Linked DNA regions of Rattus norvegicus: region 1 is linked to region 2. A link is a contact called in public Hi-C data. All regions are on one chromosome and are shown on one strand. Each heading gives the region's core, a stretch centred on a gene start, on an enhancer-like site or on the middle of the called end of the contact. The rest is flanking DNA. Distances are from core to core; before and after follow the strand shown.

Region 1 (5,734 bases), core at 1,655-4,154, 81 kb before region 2:
ATAATTTCGCTACAATCCCAGCATTCAGAAAGCTGAGCCAGGCAGGGAGCTCAGTTTGAAGCCAGTTTGGGAAGCATAATGAGATATCACTTCAAGACAAAATACACAGACGAAAACAGCAGAGGGGAGACAACAAAAATCTAAAGAAATGCATTCAAAAATCTACAGAATGTGTCATAAAGTGCTAGGGTACAATACAGAAGGGCATAGGTGTCACCATAGGGGGCGCAAACTACGAGGTCACACAGAGGAGAATCCAAGTAGAAGGAAGTACCTGGCACTCGGTTTAAGGCTCCGCCCTGGGCCAGGCAGCTGTGTGCTTCTCTCCACCCACACCCAGTCCGAGTCCAACCGACCCGCCTCCTTAATGTCCCTGCTAGAGCCCCCCCTTCCATTACAGTCGTTTCTCATGGGAACTTATGAACTTGAGCTCCAGCTTCCTAATGGGCTTTCCCCCTCAAAGTACTTTATATGGTGCCTGGCATGTCTAAAAAGCATTATCTAACCTTGCAAGCCACCCGGTGATCCCAGGCATGGTGGGCACATTATATTCTTGGCTCGGGCCCTGAACTTCTTTCAGGGACAATGTACTTCTCTTTTGGAGAATTCCTCTACACCACACCTTTTAACAATGTCCTTCCCCATTGGTTGGCACCCAAGCAAGCTAGGGAAATGAGTCTTCCTCTGGGATTTTGTTGAGATAGAAGAAGTTGCAAAGATTTAAAAAAAAAAACCAAAGGTTACCAGCACCATTCCTGCCAAGAAGAGAATCTGTCTAACCAGGCCCCTGGAAATAAAGAATGGTGCATGGTAGCTTCCGCCTCCTTTAACTCCTTCCTCTTCTTCCTCCTTTCCTCTTCAGTTCTGTTTGTTTGTTTGACATAGGGTTTCCCTACGAGGCCCTGGCTGTCACTGCCTCCCGAGTGCTGGGTTTAAAGGTGTGCATGACCACTGCCTATCAGTGTTAACCTTCTTGTGTTAACCTTCCTGAAGCCAAGCTGCTACCTCTCATTTTCTCTACCTTGGGAGTCTCTGAGCCAATAACCTTCTGTTTCAGGTTAAGCCAGCTAAAGCCACGTTTCCATCCCTTGCTGTTATACATAACAAAAATCCCAGTTGTTTCCTATCTCTCTCCTGTCACACAGTCCACGATAAAACTCGCACACTAGCTGAACATGCCACTTCATACCCCTGCAAGCACATTCTCTCTAAGCCTCTGGTTCTAAGCCTGGCTGCATGTCTCTGAAAAATCTTCCCGGAGTTCCCTGATTTCCAGCAGTCTGTAAGTAAATTCAATATCATATCACAGTGTACTTCAATGGCCCACAGGGTCAGGTGACTCCCCTCCAGGTAACGGCTGGTGGTGGGATGGTTAAGAATTTGCACTCTACCACTTGGGCAGCCCGTGTGCCTCACCATGGATGCAGGAACCAGTGGCAGTTTCAGGAGAGGTGGTTGTGAAAATCGACAGTGCCCAGCACTCAGTAAGTCATATCTGTAATCTGTCTTCCTAGCCTTTGGTACCGTGTCTATCCTCATGGATAACTAAGGATTTGTTTGCTTGGTTTCTAATACACACATTCTACCTTTAATTAAAAAATTCAAATTACTAAAGTACAAGGTTTTAATAAGGCATTTTCATACATATTGCATGCATACCATTATTGCTTCTAATTCATCCCCCAGTTGCTCCTGTCTCTTTGTTTCTGGTCACCTCCCTCCCCCAAGAGTCCAAGAGTCTCTTCTGCATTAATGCCCCATGAGTTTTATTACCCTGCTTTTACTTGTTGTAAACCCTCCTTCCTCAAGATCTCTTCCTCCCCTCTCATGGTCTCCTCCACAGACACAAATATCTAGGGTCTATTTATCATAAGAAAACATGGCATTTGTCTTTCTGAATCTGGCTGTATCACAATTTAACACTATTTTCTATTCCACTGTCCTGCAATTATGATTTCATTTTTCTCTACATCTAAGTGGGATTTCAGTTTGTACATGCCCCTCATTTTCTTTTTCTGACATCTAGGTAGCTATTGCCTAACTACCGTGAATGATTATTTGCTTGACCTTTGAAGATCAAGTCAAGGCAAAGCAGAATTGGAATCTGCACACTTAACTGGAGCTCCCGAAAACTCTAACACGGGGTTCAAAGCTGCAAATCATCTGAGAGTTAAAGAGGTCTCCCCATGCCTTCCAGCAGCTGGATATTGGGAACTTCTCAGACACTTAAGATTAGGGACTGGGAGGGAGGGAGTGCATGAGAAGTTTTATAGTTGTCTCTAGAGCTCTAATCACGAAGAACGAGCCCCAGCATATATGTCCTGGAAAATGTCAGTAGGCAGATGAAATCAAAGGTTCTAAGGAATTACGCTATGAAGAACCCTTGCATCTCAACACTTTCATATTTAAACGCCAGACTAACAAATGAGAATCTCTTAGTATCAATCGGCTCTCTCCTTCAAAGGATTTGGACAACAGCCGGAAAATGAGGTCTGTAAGCAGTGTACACACAATGCCAAACGCTGCCCTGGAAACTAACTGTAAAACAGACCACAGCTTTGTTGTGTTGGCAAAGAAGAGGCGAAAGCGGCGAGTACCGCAGAGACACCCCCCCCCCCCGCGACCCCTCCGTTCCAGGATTCAGGGCCACTTAGCCCAGGGCGGCGCATCAGGACCGCAGGGACTTCCCAGCCGGGCGCCTCCGGCCTGGCCTCCCGCCCCAGCCCGCAGCGGCTCGGAGAGATTACCCGAGGGCGGCTTAGGATCCTCGGTGCTCATCAAAGCTCCACTCCCGATCTCCGCAGACAGCATCAGGACCACCAGCAGAATCATCCTGCCGACTGCAGCCTGCGGGCCCATTCCTGAGCAAAGGACACCCTAGACAGGGTACCCGCGCCGCCCGAGGCCTGGGCCGGCGTCACGTCCGCCGCAGACTAGGTAGTCGACTTGGTAGGCCGCCTGCCGGGGAAGCTGGGTGGGGCCAAAGTCAAAGTCTACAGTTTAGGAGAACAGCAAGGGAGGGGCGTGGCTTCAGGGGGAGGCGGAGCCTCAGAGGGCAAAGACTAAAGGCAGCTCGTCAGGGGCGGGGTCTGGGCAGAGAGGCGGGACCAATACTCGATTCTTTCAGTGTTTATTGGAGTTTGAGGGTAGGGGTGGGATTTGAGGCGGGATCTGCACGAGGAGGCGGGTCCTGGCCGGTCTAGAGTGGACTAGGACACCGGGAATAGGCGCGGTCTGCGTAGGGGATCTGGGCATGGCACAGAGTGGCGGAGACCTTAACAGTTAACACTACACTGGAAGAGGGGTGGACTAGCCTGAGGCTTGAAACTGTGGGCTTCCTCTCTGTATTCAGACCTGGATTGTGGTACACGTGAAACTCTGACCCGAACGTTACCTTTTTCCAGCGTGACACTACCTTCCGCAGTTCCTCTTTCTGTTTATGCTTATCTCATCCGTCAGCATGAGGGGTCTTGGAGCCTGAGGTTTTAGAAAAGTTCCAGAAATCCTTCTCCAGTCCCCACCAGTTTTGTCTGCGGAACTTAAACTTCTGGTTTTCAAGACTTTTTTTTTTTTTTCCCAGATTCTAAAAACACAAATCCAATGTGCTTGCTAAGCACTTTATTCTTAGCAAAAACAAACTACCGCCAAAAAAGCCCATGACCATTTTAATAATGAAATATCAAAGGGCGGATTTCTAAGTAGTCTCTCATCAAGAGATTGGCCTTGCCTCTCTGACCGCACCAGTTAGTTTGCATCTCTCTTCTTCCCCTAGATTCACTTTAGCGTCCTCGTACTTAGTACAGACAACACTCTTGTACTGCTTCACCGCTTCGGCTCTCTCATCACTATCTCTGCAAGAAATTTAAATGCAACCCACTCTCCCCTTATTTTTAAAGACACATTTACATCCCCAACTACAATATGCATATTGATTTGGGTTTTCTTTGCTTCCTAAAACGCAAACTCTATACGGTAGAAACACTGGCATGGTATCCTCCCAGTCTTCTAAGCGAAATGTTATGAAGGCATTCTGAAGACCCGGAATTATCAGCTCAGGCTTGTTACTTGTCTTGATCAATTAACGAATGAATTCTGTTAATAGTCTAGCATTTCTCAGACTATAATGCCAGTAGACATCTTGGTGATCTTGTACAAGTTCAAATTCAGTAGACACGATTTGGGTTAGACTTCAACTTTGTGCATTTCTGGAAAAAGCACACAGCGAATGCCTCCCTCTTGGCGCTAGGAATAAGAGTATTTGGAATAAGAAAGCTGTCCCAAAGACTATTTCCTTTGGTGTGCTTATGATATGCACCCCAAGAAAAGCATTTCTAGTCACTGTATGGCCACAAGGACAAACAACTGCACTGTGCTGCTTAGAAATCTAGAGCAGGATAGACCACACCACACGGTTCACAGATGTCGTTGTAGTTGATACAACAGTGAGTCTTCATGCGTCCCAGGCTGGCTTACTCAGGAAGCAGATTATCATCTGGAATGTAAGATGGGAATATTTATGGGAAACACTGCTGAGATAAGCCCCTGTACAAAGAGAGGAGGAGAAAGCAGGGCTAGATCTGTGTGAGGACTTGTCAACCTCACGAGCTGCTCAGAAGTGGGGATGGCTTTGTAGGAGTGTCCTCCATGGGTATGGGAAGTCAGCCTGCAACTTCCCAGCACTGAATACAAGCTAGAACAGGACACAGTTTGGGGCTTCCATGACTTGAGCACATCCAGAAAGAAGGCTGGCAGCTGAGGTTGATTACTAGCTGCGTTCCTGCTGGCCGGGAGGGGATGGGGCTAAGTCTTGGATTTCTGAGGAAGGATTTGGACAAAGTGTCAGAATTTCATCCACTGCAGAACATCTTTCCAAAGCATTGCCAGCGTCTCCTGGAGGCGGAGGATGCTTAAGAACTCACTGTTTCTGAGTGTTTCTGTGGATACCCTAGCTAAGCAATAAAGTATTGCCCCGGGGAAGGCAGACACAGCACCTTCCCCCATGGAGCTTGTGTCCTCTGAGGAAGAGGCATTGTAAGGGCAGCATCAATGTTGTGCTAGATCTCAAGATGAACAATAGTGAGATTACAGTATCGTGTGTGTGTGTGTGTGTGTGTGTGTGTGTGTGTGTGTGTCTGTGTGTGTGTGTGTGTAGGGTGTCTTAATCTAGATTTTAGTGGGGGAGGAAGGTGTTCGGTTTTATCGTTTGTTGAATTAGGGGCTCATGTATGCCACACCAGGATTCTGTAGCATTGGGGAGCAAATCCCAGAGCTTTGTGTGTGTCTCCTAAGTATTCTACCAACCAGGCAATCTCTGCAGTCCAGAAGAACTTTCCTCAAAGTAGTGACCATATTGTATCCTGCTAATTAGGCTAATTAGGAGATGAAGGGGAAACATGTGTGTGTGTGTGTGTGTGTGTGTGTGTGCGCGTGTGTGCACTCTCGCGCATGCTCACGGTTTATAGGCTAATAAGATTAGTAGGAAAATAAATAAAACCTATATATTTTAAAAACCCAATTATAGAAACTTTGTAGAGCCTACACAGGAAGGGAGGGATGATCAGTGTTTTAGCTTCTAATGCCAAATCATCGGAGAATCTCCCAAGTACATGCATGTGCCCACGGTAGCCTCCTCGTGTTGGTTTGAAACCAAGAAAACAAATTTGGGGTGAGGGTGAAGAGAATGTAAAGCTGAGATGTACACGGAACTGCTGCTCAGGAGACACCGTCTGAAGGC
Region 2 (5,656 bases), core at 188-2,687:
GGCTCTGGGCTACAGTGGAATCCCAAACACCCAGTGTAATCACTGGCAGACTAAAATCTGAATCCGAATGGTCTCCTCTGGACGATACTCTATAATACGTGAACAGAGAGGCTTGGGAATCTTACCGACAACAGCTTTATCCATAAAAATCAATTCCCAGTGCCCATCCCCACCATGAATGTCTAAAATCCCACCCACTCTCTCTTCCCCCATACGTAACGCCCTTCTTTTAACAGGACGTGCTTTAAGACAGGAATTATCTCGGATTTCCTGTTTAATGGTTTGTTTTTGGACCACAGGTAAGATGAAACTACAGAAAGTCAGATCTGGCTTAGACAGGATTTTCATATGTCTCAGCGAGTCATCTAATACTGTGTGGAGGCACCGTGACCATGCCAACTCTTACAAAGGACTTGCTCACGGTTTCAGAAGCCGTGTGTATTATCAGCATAGCAGGAAGCACGGCGCCATATTGGTAGACGTGGTTCTGGAGGAGCTGAGAGTTCTACAACCAGAACAGCAGCCAGCAGGAAGGAGAAAGACACCGGACCTGGCTTGAGCATTTGAAGCCCCAACGCCCACATCAGTGATACATTTCCTCCAACAGGGTCTCCTCTACTCCAACAAAGCTGCACCTCCTCATCCACGTGAAGAACCACCACGCCCTAATGATTAAGCATCCAGGGATTCGAGCCCATGGAGACTGTTCTTGTTCAAACCACCACGCCATAATATCATTTGATCCATCAAGCCAGAGAATAAATTTAATACTTCAGGAAATCTTCCAAATCCCAATAAAGATGTTAATGGTGGGGATTTGGGATATTGAGAGCCCTGTGGGGGACCAGCAGGACAGCAGAATGCAGTACGACAGGGTGTGTTAGTCTCTCTTCACATGGCTGTAACAAAATAGCTCACAAAAGCCACTTAGAGAAGGAAGGGTGCACTAGGGTCGCAGTCCATCAGTGTGGAGACTCAGTAACAGACTCCTCCTGTGCCCGTTCACACTCGTGTCTGCAGTCAGCAAGCAGAGAAGAATATTAGTGCCACCTTTTCATCCTAGCTCACAGGATGGCGCTGCCCACAGATGGGCGAGCCTTCTTCATGTTGAACATCCCCAGTCACGCTGACAATGACAATTAACCACCGCAGTCAGGTCTTAATGGCAAACCGATTTGCCAGAAGTTGTTAGGAGCAGACAGAAGGTTAAAAGACAGCCTCGGCCCTGGGAGAACTGAGGTCCTCTGGAGAGAGACACACTCAAGATTTTTATATCAAGCGTTCAGCTGTCTTGGGTAGAACCTGAGAGAGGAGAAAAAGACACAAATCACAGAGGTGTCTAACGAAGAACGGAAGAACAATGTGTTCTGTGACACCGTGTTTTTGTTTCTTTGAGGAAGAAATGGTTTCCCAGGCTAAGTATTTGAGGAGGAAATGCCTTGGAGTTGCTGTAATTTCCTCCTTTGGAAGTCTCTCTCAGAGGAAGCCCTGCGCGGGCAGCGGGGAGCCCTCAGTTTTCACTTTTCTGCTTTGTCTCTTAACTCGCTGCTTTACTTTAGGACAGTGTCTCTGGTTTTGTTTTGCTTTCTAATTTACATTTTCCTCTCTGTTCTCTCTGTTCCGGTGTCTATCTCTCTTCTTTCTCTGTCTCTCTGTCTCTGTCTCTCTGTCTCTGTCTCTGTCTCTCTGTCTCTGTCTTTCTGTCTCTGTCTCTGTCTTTCTGTCTCTGTCTGTCTCTCTGTCTCTCTGTCTCTGTCTTTCTGTCTCTGTCTCTGTCTTTCTGTCTCTGTCTGTCTCTCTGTCTCTGTCTCTGTCTTTCTGTCTCTGTCTCTCTGTCTCTGTCTCTGTCTGTCTCTCTATCTCTCTGTCTCTGTCTTTCTGTCTCTGTCTCTCTGTCTCTGTCTCTGTCTGTCTCTCTGTCTCTGTCTCTGTCTGTCTCTCTGTCTCTCTGTCTCTGTCTCTCTGTCTCTCTGTCTCTCTCTCTCTCTCTCTCTGTGTGTGTGTGTGTGTGTGTGTGTGTGTGTGTGTGTGTGTGTGTGTAAAATCTGCAAGAGTTGATGCTCACTCTACCACACATGTCCCAGAGATTGGACTTAAACTATCAGGCTTCACAGCAAGCACCTCCACGTGCTAAGCCGTGTCAGCAGTCCTGTGATTTTCTTTAAGCCTCACACACAATTTTTTTATTTCTTATAAAAGGCTTTTATTTTAGACACACACGAACGGAGATGCGCCGTGTAAAAAGCCGGGGGCCTTCCCTCCGGTGTCCATGATTGGCACTGAGAACATTCTCTGCATTGCCTCCCCCTCCTCCTCCTCCTCCTCCTCCTCCTCCTCCTCCTCCTCCTCCTCCTCCTCCTCCTCCTCATCTTCCTCCTCCGCCTTTTCCTTCTATTTTTCTCTCCTGCAGTGTTCCAGGCAAATTCCAGGCACATACTTTGTGTTTAATGCATCTCTGAGAAGGGACTGTAACGAGTTACTGTTATCACACACAAAGTGGTAACAACAGTTCATCCCTGTCCTTTAGTGCCTGGCTCCTATTCGAAGTTGCTCGCACATTTGACAAATGGGCTTTCTCCAACTCACCGCCCACCTGCTCTCTTGCTCCTCTTATGTCTATCATCATCTGCAAACTTCTTTCTTCCTTCCAGTTGATTAAAAACAAATTCTGGATGTTCCTTCGTGGTGTCACTATCCTCTAACAAGCCACCTACGTCTGCCCTGCACATAAACTGGAAGGATTTTACGTTCTGTTCTCGTGGGTTCTTGAATTGATGGCTGGGTACCAGCAACACCGTGAATCGTTCACAGGAAATAACAGTTCTAGGATTCAAAGAAGCAGAGTAACCGCAGACTTTTCCTCTAACTTCTGGGCCCTTTCACACTTCCACCTGATGACGTCAGGGGTGTTGTCTGGTCACTTACCTAACTGGGGGAAATGTCCACCTGATGACGTCAGGGGTGTTGTCTGGTCACTTACCTAACTGGGGGAAATGTTGGCTTCTCTGTAACATGGCTGCTTTCTAACACTATCATTCTCTAGGCTTGGAAAATGTTTTTGTTGTATAACTAATAGTTTGAAATGGTCTCTTCTTTATCAGTCAGGGCTCCTTGGTTCCATTGGTATGTTTATTCAAGAATGCAGATTAAATACTTAGCATTTTCATACTGCCTGTGTCCACAAGGAGTTGTGACTTTCGCTTCCTCTAATGGTGACTGATAAAATAATTTTCTTTCTCCACTTAAAAATATGTCTATGAGCATAAAGCCTATAGTACATATTCATTTTTATTTATGTGTATGTGTGTGAATTTCTGGGAGTGCATACCATACGGATTAAGGTGCCCAGGGAGGCCAAAGGAGAGCAGCAGAAATCTCTTCCTGGAGGTGGAGTGACAGGTGCTTGTGATGGCTGCTGCGAATTGAACGTGGGACCTCTGGAAAGCAGGAAGGGCCATTAATGGCTGAGCCATCTCTCCGGCCCCAGCATATGGGTTTTAGATATTCAATATACTGCAGTTTGGTGAACCCTTCCTTCCCCAAGTTCCACTGCCAAGCCACTTGGTCACTGAGCATGCGTCCAGCGGGTTTCTGTACGCTGTCGGTATTTTTTTTTTTTTTGACTTCTGCGAAAGTAGGTCATAACTTTATGACTTGCCTTTGGTCTGAAATCAGCCATTTCTGTAGGGAAACTTAGTTCTTCATACAGGAAATTATTTTAAAGACACTCCGAGTGTTGCTACTTTGTATTGTTATTGTTTTTAAGTCTTACAGTTGACATAGATAAGAAGTAAATATCATTAAATATAACTATTTCTCATAAACCACAGCAATATTTTAAACATTTTTTATGTATATGTATGTTTTGTTTCTGTGTATGCCTGGATACTGCATACAGGTACTATTCACAGAGACCAAGAGAGGGCACTGGGTTCCCGGGGACTCTAGTGACAGACAACTGTGAGCTGCTCTGTGGTTGCTGGGAATTGAACTCAGGGCCTCTGGAAGAGCAGCCAGTGCTCTCTCCAGCTCCTATAGTAAGACTTTTAGATAAAAATAACATTACAGGGCCTTTACTAACTTGATTTTTTTCTTGTTCTCTCTTTACTTGAAAAAAAAACAATATTTACAACTGGTAGAAACAATATTACATTGTGTAATAATTTGTTTTATCTCATCATATGTACAAACTAGTTCAAACAGACTTGTAGTAAATAAGACATCTAGTGCATGTTAGAATATGGTTGTGGTCCAATTTGTCCTTAGAATATACCCATCAGGAACTTACAGTAATCATAATTGGAAGGTATCTGGTATGAGTCTTTTCTTTTTACATGATCACGTTACTCCTTTGTGGTTGATTTATGCCAGTTGATTCTTTTAGTGGCTTTCTTAGAATTTTTTTTTAAATGTATAAAATGTATGATTCTAAAATCTTTCATCGTAATCTCCTCCAAGAAATCTTGCTTCAAACATTAATCTTTCTACGTGTTTTTCCTGCACCTCATAGGGAATCCCCCAAGCACACTTATTTAACTCCTTTTGTGTTTCGCTTGGAAAACGTGAAGGCACGTGTGCACACCAACGCACAGACTCACAGACACACAGACACACACGCAGTAAACACGACGAAAAGGTGCACTTTATGGTGTGTCACATCGCCAACACTTTTGCTTCCACGCTCAGTGGACTTCCTGCACGCTCACTGCGCACTCCGACACGGAGACACACCCACAACCTCAGGACACCAACTTCTATATAAACAAAGGGGGAAAGACGAAGTGCTCAATGATTGTGTATAGCCCATAACATTCCGTAGCTGTATATGATTTTTGTCTCTTAAATTGGATTTCTATCGACTGTAAGTTAGGATGGAATATTTTGGTTTCACATATTTTTCCCCGTTTTGATGGTTTCCAGAGCTGTGGGGGGGGGGGCTCACACAGTGAGCTCAGTGGGTGAAGGCACCTCCTTTCAAGCCTGGAAACCACATGTAGGAGAGAGAGCCTACTCCCAAAGTTGGACTTCTGACCATCCTGCGCACGCGCACGCACCCACAAACAAGTGTAATTTTAAAAATCCCTCCCTGGTTTTTAACGGCGTCCATCTTTAGGTTGTTTCAGCTTTGACACTTTTCTAAAGGAAAACCTCACCCTTGCAATAGCCATTCGAATCCACTAGATGGCAATGCAACATAGCAACCCGCTTCCTGGACTTGAAGCCTCCGAATTCCTCTATTTAAAGCCAAAAAACATTTTTTTTAATTGTTTTTTTTTTTTTAAACCTCAATGTAAGGTAATCTCCTTCAAAAAGTTTAACGAATCTTCCCTATGTAAAAGAACGTGCGCATAAGTCTATTGGAAAAATAGTTTGTGTAGAAATCACTTTGTCAGTTTAAATTTTAAAATTTCTTTTCTTCTTAAACCAACACCTGTATTTCAAATTTATTCCACTTCCGATGAACGAGTAGTTAGAAAAATTTTTGGAAATAAATGATTTGGTCACTAACGCTTTAAACCTCAATCCGTAACTGAGAGATGGGAACAAAACCAGTCAGGATGTTGCCAAAATATTACTGCATTTATGATTAATATATATTTGATCTGCAGCATTAAGTGACTAATTTAGTAAGCTGATAATAGACAGATTTTTTTAA

The links. A called contact is a pair of places that touch in the nucleus more often than the background predicts.
Region 1: a Hi-C map of mammary epithelial cells shows a contact between it and region 2, with 2.4 times the contacts expected there. The contact joins the promoter of Ifngr1 here to the enhancer-like site in region 2. A contact is called at or near these places in 4 of 12 Hi-C or Micro-C datasets (Schwann cells, kidney, mammary epithelial cells and 1 more).

What each region holds. Positions count from the first base shown.
Region 1 is chr1:16,150,080-16,155,813 of GRCr8, reverse strand. Ifngr1 (interferon gamma receptor 1) reads right to left here and starts at 2,904. Exons shown (of 7, transcript NM_053783.3): 1 at 2,748-2,904. The coding sequence starts at 2,859.
Region 2 is chr1:16,068,007-16,073,662 of GRCr8, reverse strand. It overlaps LOC134484957 (a long non-coding RNA gene), which reads left to right. Exons shown (of 5, transcript XR_010062787.1): 5 at 300-2,353. Among named protein-coding and RNA genes, the nearest start is that of Ifngr1, 82 kb to the left of the region's middle. Within about 2 kb of position 1,437, at least 19 of the 93 cell types and tissues checked have an H3K27ac peak or open chromatin away from gene starts, as enhancers often do.